Linked DNA regions of Mus musculus: region 1 is linked to region 2. Evidence: chromatin contacts called from public Hi-C data. All regions are on one chromosome and are shown on one strand. The core of a region is the stretch at or near the end of the contact, and the rest is flanking DNA. Distances in the headings are between cores, read along the strand shown.

Region 1 (4,601 bases), core at 1,998-4,497, 36 kb before region 2:
GGAACAACATTATGAACTAACCAGTACCCCGGAGCTCTTGACTCTAGCTGCATATGTATCAAAAGATGGCCTAGTCGGCCATCACTGGAAAGAGAGGCCCATTGGACACGCAAACTTTATATGCCCCAGTACAGGGGAACGCCAGGGCCAAAAAGGGGGAGTGGGTGGTTAGGGGAGTGGGGGTGGGTGGGTATGGGGGACTTTTGGTATAGCATTGGAAATGTAAATGAGCTAAATACCTAATAAAAAATTAAAAAAAAAAAAAAAAAGAAACTGTCTTCCGGATACAGGAGGACTGATGTGCATGGGAACGCACAGAGACTATGGCAGCAGGCACGAGACCAACAAAGTTCAAGCCAGATGGGGTCCCAGGGCTAAAGGGAAGAAACCACACTGAACTCCACCCCTAACCAAGAAGCTATCTGTGATTGGTACAACTGACACCTTCTGGCAATGGGACAGTCAGACTGGAGTCTGACTGGGATATCAACCACACTTCAGGGCAAACCCCATGCCTACGAGGAGTTGGCCAACATGAAATGGCTTCAGTGTATTTTTGTGGACTTCTTGTTTCATATTGTTCTGCTTGGGCACTTTTTTTGGGTTGTGTTGGTGTTTTGTTTGTTTTGATTTTTGTTTTTGTGATGTTATTTTTATTTCTTTTTTGTTGTTTTTTTTTAAGAACGTGGGTGAAAGAAAGAACATTAAGTTGGGTGGTGGAGAATGGGGAGAATCTAGGAGGAAGTTGGGGGGGGGGAAACATCACCAAAATATATCGCATGGAATGTTTTTTCAATAAAGTGTTGTGGTTTTCTTTTGAAGTGGAGGAGGAAGGATGCAAGACTCCCTCCCTGGTGGAAGGCTTCCTAAGTTGCTGTCCTGCATTCCCTGGAACACAGTTGAAAACACTTCAGGCAGATACTCTGAGAATCCTTTTAAAAATAAAACCTTAAATTCCAATGGTGCTTTTGTGGCATCTTTTAGCACAGGGAAGGTCAGTCCTGTCCATCGCTTTACCCATAAAAACTTGGCAGATTGGTAGATTTAAGCAGTTGAGGTGATGTCCTAGGTAAGATGCATCGGTACCCTCTGAGGACAAAGAGCAGTGTTCAATATCCAAACCTTCCCAGGCCCTGTCACCCCTCTTACCTGCTCAGGTAAAAAGCCCGCTTGGGCCTTCTCTTTGGAGGCAGGCTGTTCCACTTTCTCTAAAGTTAATATGCTAGCTTGTTCAGCACAAACATGTTTGCTCCCAGCAAGACAGTACCAAAGGATGCTTCACAAAACTTGGTGCTGGTGCCTCCCATGGTCGCCACGGTTACATATGGCCCATGGGTAACCGAGATGAGGAGCATCAGGAGCACGGGACAGGTTAGTTTGTCTGATTGCTCTAGAGAGAACAGTCCCTGTTTTCTATGTCCACACATTCAAGCCCGCCTGTCCTCTCCTCTCCTCTCACTCCGCAGGCGTTTCTACCCCGGAGTTACCGCAGTGCTGGAGAAGGTTACACAATTGCCATGATGCAATGCTCTGGGCAGAGGGATACTCATAACTCAGGCAAAGACAAACAGGAATATATTAATAGCAGCCTGAACATAAAGAAAATTTATTTTCAGTATCTGGAAGCTGAGAGGATCAGTAGATAGACTGCTAAGCTGTTAGGAACTAAAGCAAAGTAGCTAGCCACGTGGAGGGACAGAGAACGGCAGAGAGAAACAGAGTGAAGAAAGACTGATTTCAAGGCAGCATCTGAGCCAATTAAACCAAAAAGGAATTATGTGGTCTGGGCAACGTCAGGCAAGAATGAAAAAACATTCTTCAATCCCCCTTGTCTGTCCTTTGGGTGGTGTGTACCATGCAAAGAGAATAACACTTTTCACTACAAGAAGAATACACCAGGAAATACTGTCCTTCTTCTTGTTTGGTTTTTTTTTTTGTTTAGTTTTCCGAGACAGGGTTTCTCTGTGTAGCCCTGGCTGTCCTGGAACTCACTTTGTAGACCAGGCTGGCCTCGAACTCAGAAATCCACCTGCCTCTGCCTCCCGAGTTCTGGGATTAAAGGCGTGTGCCACCACCGCCCAGCTGTCCTTCTTATTATTATCTACCCCCATTGTTTATATTGCTGGTCCATAAACAGCAATAAACAACACAGATAATGTATCGGCCTTAGTGAAATACTATACAGTCCCTTTCTTAGAGAAATGACAAGAGACTGTTGGAAAGACATTCTTTTAAACCAAAAGAAAATCATCTTTGGCAGGGCCGGTTCTCTTAAAACATGACAGAATGTGCATTTGGACTGTGTTTTTCTAGAACCTCAAAGTATCCTCCACATGCTGGTAAGAAGCTACTGCCCACCGACCAGACTGACCAACACTGCACAAGCTTTCAGCTCCCTCAGTAAGCTCTCATGGGGGTCTGAATAAGCAGCCTGCAAAGGAACCGTCACCTACTTTTATGGATTTGCATGAAAAACGAAATCTTCACCCAAGTATACATATATTTACATGCGATGTTTAAAAATCAGCCAGAGCCTGATCAGACCAAGTGAGATACAGCCTTGGTGGTGTCTGTGGCTGCTACTCAGGTCCCCTCCTCAGCTCTCATCCTTGGATGCTGTCAACATCCCACAGGAATTGTGTTCTAACAAACCTGTCTTCATGCTCAGCTCTCAACCTCCATCACTCCAAATCTAATATCAACCTCCTAAAACAATAGGGGACCTCTTGAAAGACCCTGCAAGCTCCCTGTCACCCAGAGGGCAATCCGAAGCTCTACCCACTTTCTAGTCTCACCCGTTCACCTTCTTCTTTCATCTCCCCTTCCCAACATCAACACTGATACTCCACCATCCCCCTCCTTTGCCAGACTATTGGATGGTTACCCTGCATTCATCTGCAGCCAGCAACTGTCCCCACCATCTGTGTCTTATAGGCCAACAAAAAGCCAGACCCTCTGTGAGGTCTCCCTACCTCCCCTAAAGCAGTTGATTTAGCCCTGGGAAGGACTGTGCATCTTCAACCATGAGAAAAACATGTTTCTTCCCTACTGTTTCCCTTGTCTGCATCTTCTCCTTTCTCCTGGCCAGAAAGTGAAAGTGTGCTCTGTGCACAGGACTGTGCCTCACACAGCAAAGGTGACTGATAAAGGCACAGGTCAAATAGTCAGACATTTATAGCCTGAACAAGACAAACGCAAAGCTGAGTGTTGGGCAATAGAGATAAGGCGTCAGCAGGAGGCATCACGTTTCGGGAATGTTTGCAGCCAAGCTTTGATTGGGGTGGTGAGAGTCCGAAAAGCATCCGAGTCATACGTCACAAGCTGGAACAGCATTCCAGAAAGATAAAAACAAAGGAAAGCAACATAGCTCAACACTTGGAGCTCTGGAGGCAGAAAGCAAAACAGAAGCATTTTGGGAGACTAATAGCTGACTGGTTCCAACAAGAAGCTCTACTGCTCCATCCTGCAGATGGCAGGGAACACGGGACCATTGTCCCCATATTCACAGGCACAGCATCTGTGCCACTTGCTGTATTGGTCAAACTCTTGGTTACTGGGGCAAGCACCTGAGGAGACAAGTTAAGAGGAAGGAACATTTATTCTAGTGGAGGGTCTCAGAGGCGTTAGCCCGTGGTCCTCTAGCCCTGTCACTTTGGCCCTAAGGTGAGGCTGAGCATCACAGAAGCAAACGCATGCACAGAGGGGGCTGGTCACTACGTGATGGTCAGGAACCAGAGACAGAACACCTGGCCTCCCACGCTTCTTCCTTAAGCTTCATGGGAGACCCTGCCTATGGGATGGTACCTCCTACATTTAATACTAGTCTTCCCACCCCAATCCCCCAGTTAATCCTCTCTGGAAACACCCTCGAAGGTACTCCCCCCCCCCAGGTGTGTTTTACTAATTGCCTAAACTTCTCAGTTCAGTGAAGTTGGCAGTCAAGGTCAACCTTCATAAATCTGCCCTTTGGCAACTCAACACCTCAACACAACTCCTTATATCGTACGTCATCCCCCAAGTAAAGACAACGACTAAGTCACAATTTTGCATGACGTGACCATTATAAATACAAGCATAAGTGTACAACTTCCATCTCCAGAAGTCTTGGCAGTTTTCGTCGTGTTCAAATATCCAAATCCAAAACGTCTTGAGGCTCAGAGCAAACTCTTAGCTATGAATCTCTTTTTTAAAAAAGAAAAACCACAAAACAATTCATATACTGCCAAGTCAATGACACCAAAGAAACATTGCCACACCAAAAGAGATGAATAGGAAAATAGTAAGGAAAGATTAGACCAACTCAAGACCCAAACCCAGCAGGGCAATCAGTAAACCCTGTAGCTCCACCAAGCTGGCCTTGTACCGGCACCAAAGGACTAGGTGACCTCCACCCTGTGTGGCCTTGCCACTTGCAGCCCACATGCCTTACTCCTGCTCAGCAGTTACAGTCTTCCTCAGGTCATACACCTTGCTCTCAGCATCTCTAATCCCCCGCAGTTACTTCTAGTTGCTTCGATAAAACACCATGACCAAAAGCAGTTTATGGAATAAATAGTATTATGATTTGGCTTATGGCTCCAGAGGGAGAGTCCATAACAGGA
Region 2 (4,443 bases), core at 1,459-3,958:
GACAAGGGGGGAAACTAAGGAGAAAGCAAGCAATGACCCACTGAAAATGAGGAAGGCACACAGCAGGATCTGCATACTCATGCCACTAAGGCAGGGCTCAAGGATTAGCCAGAAAATTCTACTTTACCCTTAATGCAAATTAAACTATGTTTATGTTCTGAACAGTGCTATCCTCCAAGCAAAACAGCCACTGTGCCTACTTCTGAGAGTTCATCACAGTTGGGCCCATGGACATCTCCTCCAGGAAGGAGGGACATGGTATGTCAAGGGACCTTCAACTATAGTGTCCAGCCATTTATATGTAATTTTTCCTAATGCCATATGACCTTAGGGTCTCATGAAGGGTCTGGAGCATATAGGCGTGGGATGAAGAAAGGGATTTATCTCGGTTACTGAGGACACACTGACATCACCAATGCTGTGTAAAGGCTTTGCAGTGCTACTGCTTCAAGACCACCCATGCTCTCTGTCAGTAAAATTAATAAACTCACTGGCTGCCCAAGGTGAGTTTTGATGGAATCAAAATTTGCTTTGCTGTTGGGACCTTATGAGTAGGTTGTAGACATTGTCTCTGCGAGGAAGGAATTTGAATGACAATCTGACTTTTAGAAGCATGTGACCAGAAGCACAGAACTCAGTGGAACCAGCAGTAAGTGAGTGGGCTAGCCTGCAACACTATGTAGTCAGCTTTGTGGGGCCACTTGAAGGGAATAGAAAGCCATTAGGACCAAGTATAGACAACATGGTTTTGTTCTGTTTCTCAAACGGCAAGTCACATTCCTTCAGTGGATCATGAAATCAACTTTAGAGTCAGAGTCAATATTTTTAAATAAAAAGTGTGTGTGTGTGTGTGTGTGTGTTCCCTGCTATCCAACTGTTTATGTATTTATTTATAACAAATAATATCTGTGATGGTTGGTTTTAATGTCAACTTGTCACAAATTACAATCACATGAGCAGGGAACCTCACCTGAGAAATTGTCCTGATGGCCTTGATTCATTGGTTAATGTGCAAAGATCTACTCCAAGTGTGGACAGTGCCTTCTAAGTGCAGCCCGGATAAAAAGATTGTGTGACAGAAGGAAGATTTTTTTTTACCTCTTGCTTGCTGGCCTTCCCTATTGCCACAGGCTTGGTTTGATGCTGATACTGTTATGAGAACCAGTGTTTCCAGGCTTCCACTGTTGAGTAAGGACCAGCAGCTGCCCAGATACCCAGGTATTCAGTGCCATGTTAGAACTCGTGAGGCACTCAGCTTTATGCACTGAGCAACTACCAGATTCTCATCATCCCAAGTGTAAACTGACTTAATAAGTCACATAAATGAACAAGTCCTAGCCTCACAAAGACAATGTAATGGTACAAGGGATGCCACTTTAATGATCTGTTCATGTAACTATAAATATCCTTTGATGATATATCAAAATTTGACAAAGTGCAGTTTCTTGAAGTCCTATCACCCTTTCATACTTTGTGGGACACTGAAATCCACTGATCCACATTCGCCTTGAATGGATCTCCTACCTGTATGTGAGTTTGTGACACCATTTTATTATCTGAAAATCATTGAATGACCGGGCTAAGGGAGCTATATCTTTCAAATGTTGACAGTTCCCATTAGAGTATAATCTTTTAGAAGTGTACTCATTGATAGCACCACAGGTCTCATCTGAAGAGACTTAAGTATTGAGACAGTCAAGCTCATGGCCCATTTTTTTAAAAATTAACCTAAAAAATTATCATTAGCAACAATACCTACCCCTTGATTTCTTGAAAGAAACAGGAAAATCTTAGTTTTGAAAAAGCCTGTCCAGAATCTATCTGAATAGCCATAAGTTTGTTCATCTTTCTTTCATGTTAAACTGATGCTCTGTGGAAGTAAAATTAAACCCCTGGGCTGGGTGGTGGCACACCCCAGTAGTCCTAGCACTTAAGACCCCAAGGCAGGAGGAGCAAAGACTGAAACCTGCCATAGACTCTGTCTCGAGAAACAAGCCCTCCAACCCCAGCAAAACCTACAATAAAACCACAAATTCAGCCCATCTCAAGTGCAGAACATATTTGCCTAGAGGCAAATATGGCGTGCAACAGCTCTGCGTTATCCATTCTTTCTAATTTTTCCCCCACATTAATTTAAAAAATATACCCAAAGATTGTTTTTTTTTTTTTTAATTTAGTACTTTGACCAAGGGACGCCTGGCTTCAGCTGCTCAGACAAGTTTTCCAGAGAATAATGCACAGCGGCAAGAATACACCGGCTAGTGGTGCAGTTTGGGGCCTCCCTTGGTTCTTTACCGGTGCAGTCGTCCTTTTGCACACATCATGCAAGTCTCAGAATTGTCATGGACAATCATAACCTTGCAGGCCTCTGAGGCACTCAGGAAATCCCTCACGGATATTGGGGAGCCCCATTTAAGAATTCTCAGAGTTCTTTTTGGAGTGACTATGTTTGATTGGTCATCGAAGAGCCAAAGAAGAGCTCTGCAAAGGCGTGGGCCGTATTCAAGAAGGAAATGGGCACAGCTCAGAGGCTCCTGAAGAAAGAAATAGATAAAACGGGCTTCCTTGAGCAGGGCTGAGCTTCCTGTTGCCAAGGCGACGATCCTCCGCGAGAGGACCCGGCCATCGATTAGCGAAGCCTAGCCCGGGTCCCCAAATGCCGGAAGGTCGCCCCGCCGCGCTCGCTCGCTCGCTCGGCGGTCGATTGAGGGGGCTTCCTGAAGGCTGGGCAGGAGGGTGGGTGGGAAGATGGCGGCCGCGGCGGCAGGTGGCCTGCCTGGGAAGGGACACGATATCAGCCTGGCAGCCCTGCGGCGCCACGACCCCTACATCAGTCGCATCGTGGACGTGGCCAGCCAGGTGGCTCTGTACACTTTCGGCCATCGGGCCAACGAGTGGGTGCGTGCGGACGCCGCGGCCGTGCGGAAGGCGGGGCGCGGACAGGGCGGGAGATGCTGGGCACGGCTAGGCGGGCGGGGGCCGGTCCTGGTGGAGGGCGACCCGCGGGTCCACCAGCAGGTGGGGGACGAGGGACACAGAAGGTGTGGCCGGCTCCGCTGAGTGCGGGCCACGGGCTTTGAGATCAGAAGACAGAAGCTCTCCGGCAGCGGAGGGCAGCCCGGAAGCCCCAAACTTAGATAAGTCCAGCCTCGCGGAGGAGGAGCAGCCGGAGTGCGAAATGCAGGGCAGGCACCCACCTAAGAGCAAGCGTGGGAGAATAAAGAGGAAATGGACATGGGTGGGACACCCCAGACTTGGATGTAGGAGGCCAGGGTTGGTAACCTAACCATTTCAGTCCATTTCCAACAAGACCGAGTCCCAGCCTACAGTAACTGGATGAAGTTTAGTTTTCCACACAACTAGACTGGAATTGCAACGGGAGACCAATTAGTTCTGGCCTAGGCATTGGTTCTTATCATTTATAAACCATCCCTTTGAATATATAAAAGTGTCATTTCCTCCTCTTTTGTGACTTTTGTCCAAATATTCATCAGTATATAACCAATGCTTTTAATAAGGTTCATTGGGTGTATGGAAAACACCTTGCAAATTTTCAATTTTTTTCCCCCGGTGTGTTCGCCAAGACTGAAACAAACATCAAGATTTATGCAAAGAAAACTTTCATTTTTGAGCAGATTTATGATTAAGTAGGCTGTAATAAGAACGACCCAAAAACCATGCACACAAAAGAATGAAGAAAGTTCTTGGACGTGGAGCTTGGGGCAGGCACCTGCTTCATCCCCAACACCCCTGAAACAGGGCCGGGAATCTTTTCCGATAGTTTTGTCCGAGTTCTTAACTGAAGTGAGGCAAAGAATTCATGTCTGTTCTCCTAAGAGCCAAACCTGAAGGGGAAATCTGCAGAGATCCATTGTTCTGAATATCCCTAGTTTGATTAATTGAGGCTGTCTTTCTTGGACACCAGAGGAAATTACACTATGGGCCTATATAAGTAAAGGGAGTTTCCCCACTGAAATGTTTCTCTATTTATGTGAAGATACTGTACATAAACGTGCTTCACTTCTCTAGGTCAATGTTTCTCAGCCTTCCAAATGCTGGGACTCTTTAATACAGTTCCTCCTGTTGTGGTGACCCCTAACATAAAATTATTTTCGTTGCTACTTCTTAACTGTAATTTTGCTACTCTTCTTATTGTAATGCAATTATGTTTGGAGATAGACGTATGCCAAAGGGGTTGCAACCTATTAGTTGCATGCCCTCTGCCTGGACTGGCCTCTGCCTGCCAATCCACACCTAATATTATGGAGGTAATTCAGTTAGTATACATGGAGTAGGACCCAGTAAGAGTTAGTGGGGTAAGTTGACTCGGCAGGAGGCTCAGGCTAGAAGATCAGAAGCCGTTGAAATGTACAGTGCACCATTCCCACCCCTCGGTAGCAGTTTTCCTAACGCCTCTTCACAGTCCTGTGTGGCAGAAACCGT

Evidence for each region. Hi-C and Micro-C count contacts between places; a contact is called where the count stands out from the background.
Region 1: a contact with region 2 is called in a Hi-C map of uterus. The contact joins the enhancer-like site here to the promoter of Dcp1b in region 2. A contact is called at or near these places in 17 of 484 Hi-C or Micro-C datasets (the HL-1 cell line, the N1E-115 cell line, bone marrow-derived macrophages and 12 more) and 4 of 115 datasets of contacts at active chromatin or transcription factors (the SCID.adh cell line, embryonic stem cells and heart atrium).

Annotation. Positions count from the first base shown.
Region 1 is chr6:119,136,479-119,141,079 of GRCm38.p6, forward strand. It overlaps a transcript of Cacna1c not described here. Among named protein-coding and RNA genes, the nearest start is that of Cacna1c, 30 kb to the left of the region's middle. Within about 2 kb of position 3,248, at least 16 of the 459 cell types and tissues checked have an H3K27ac peak or open chromatin away from gene starts, as enhancers often do. A contact at or near this core is called in cardiomyocytes, heart atrium and uterus, where this site is marked.
Region 2 is chr6:119,172,545-119,176,987 of GRCm38.p6, forward strand. It overlaps Dcp1b (decapping mRNA 1B), which reads left to right and starts at 2,709. Exons shown (of 9, transcript NM_001033379.3): 1 at 2,709-2,898. The coding sequence starts at 2,749. It also overlaps a transcript of Cacna1c not described here.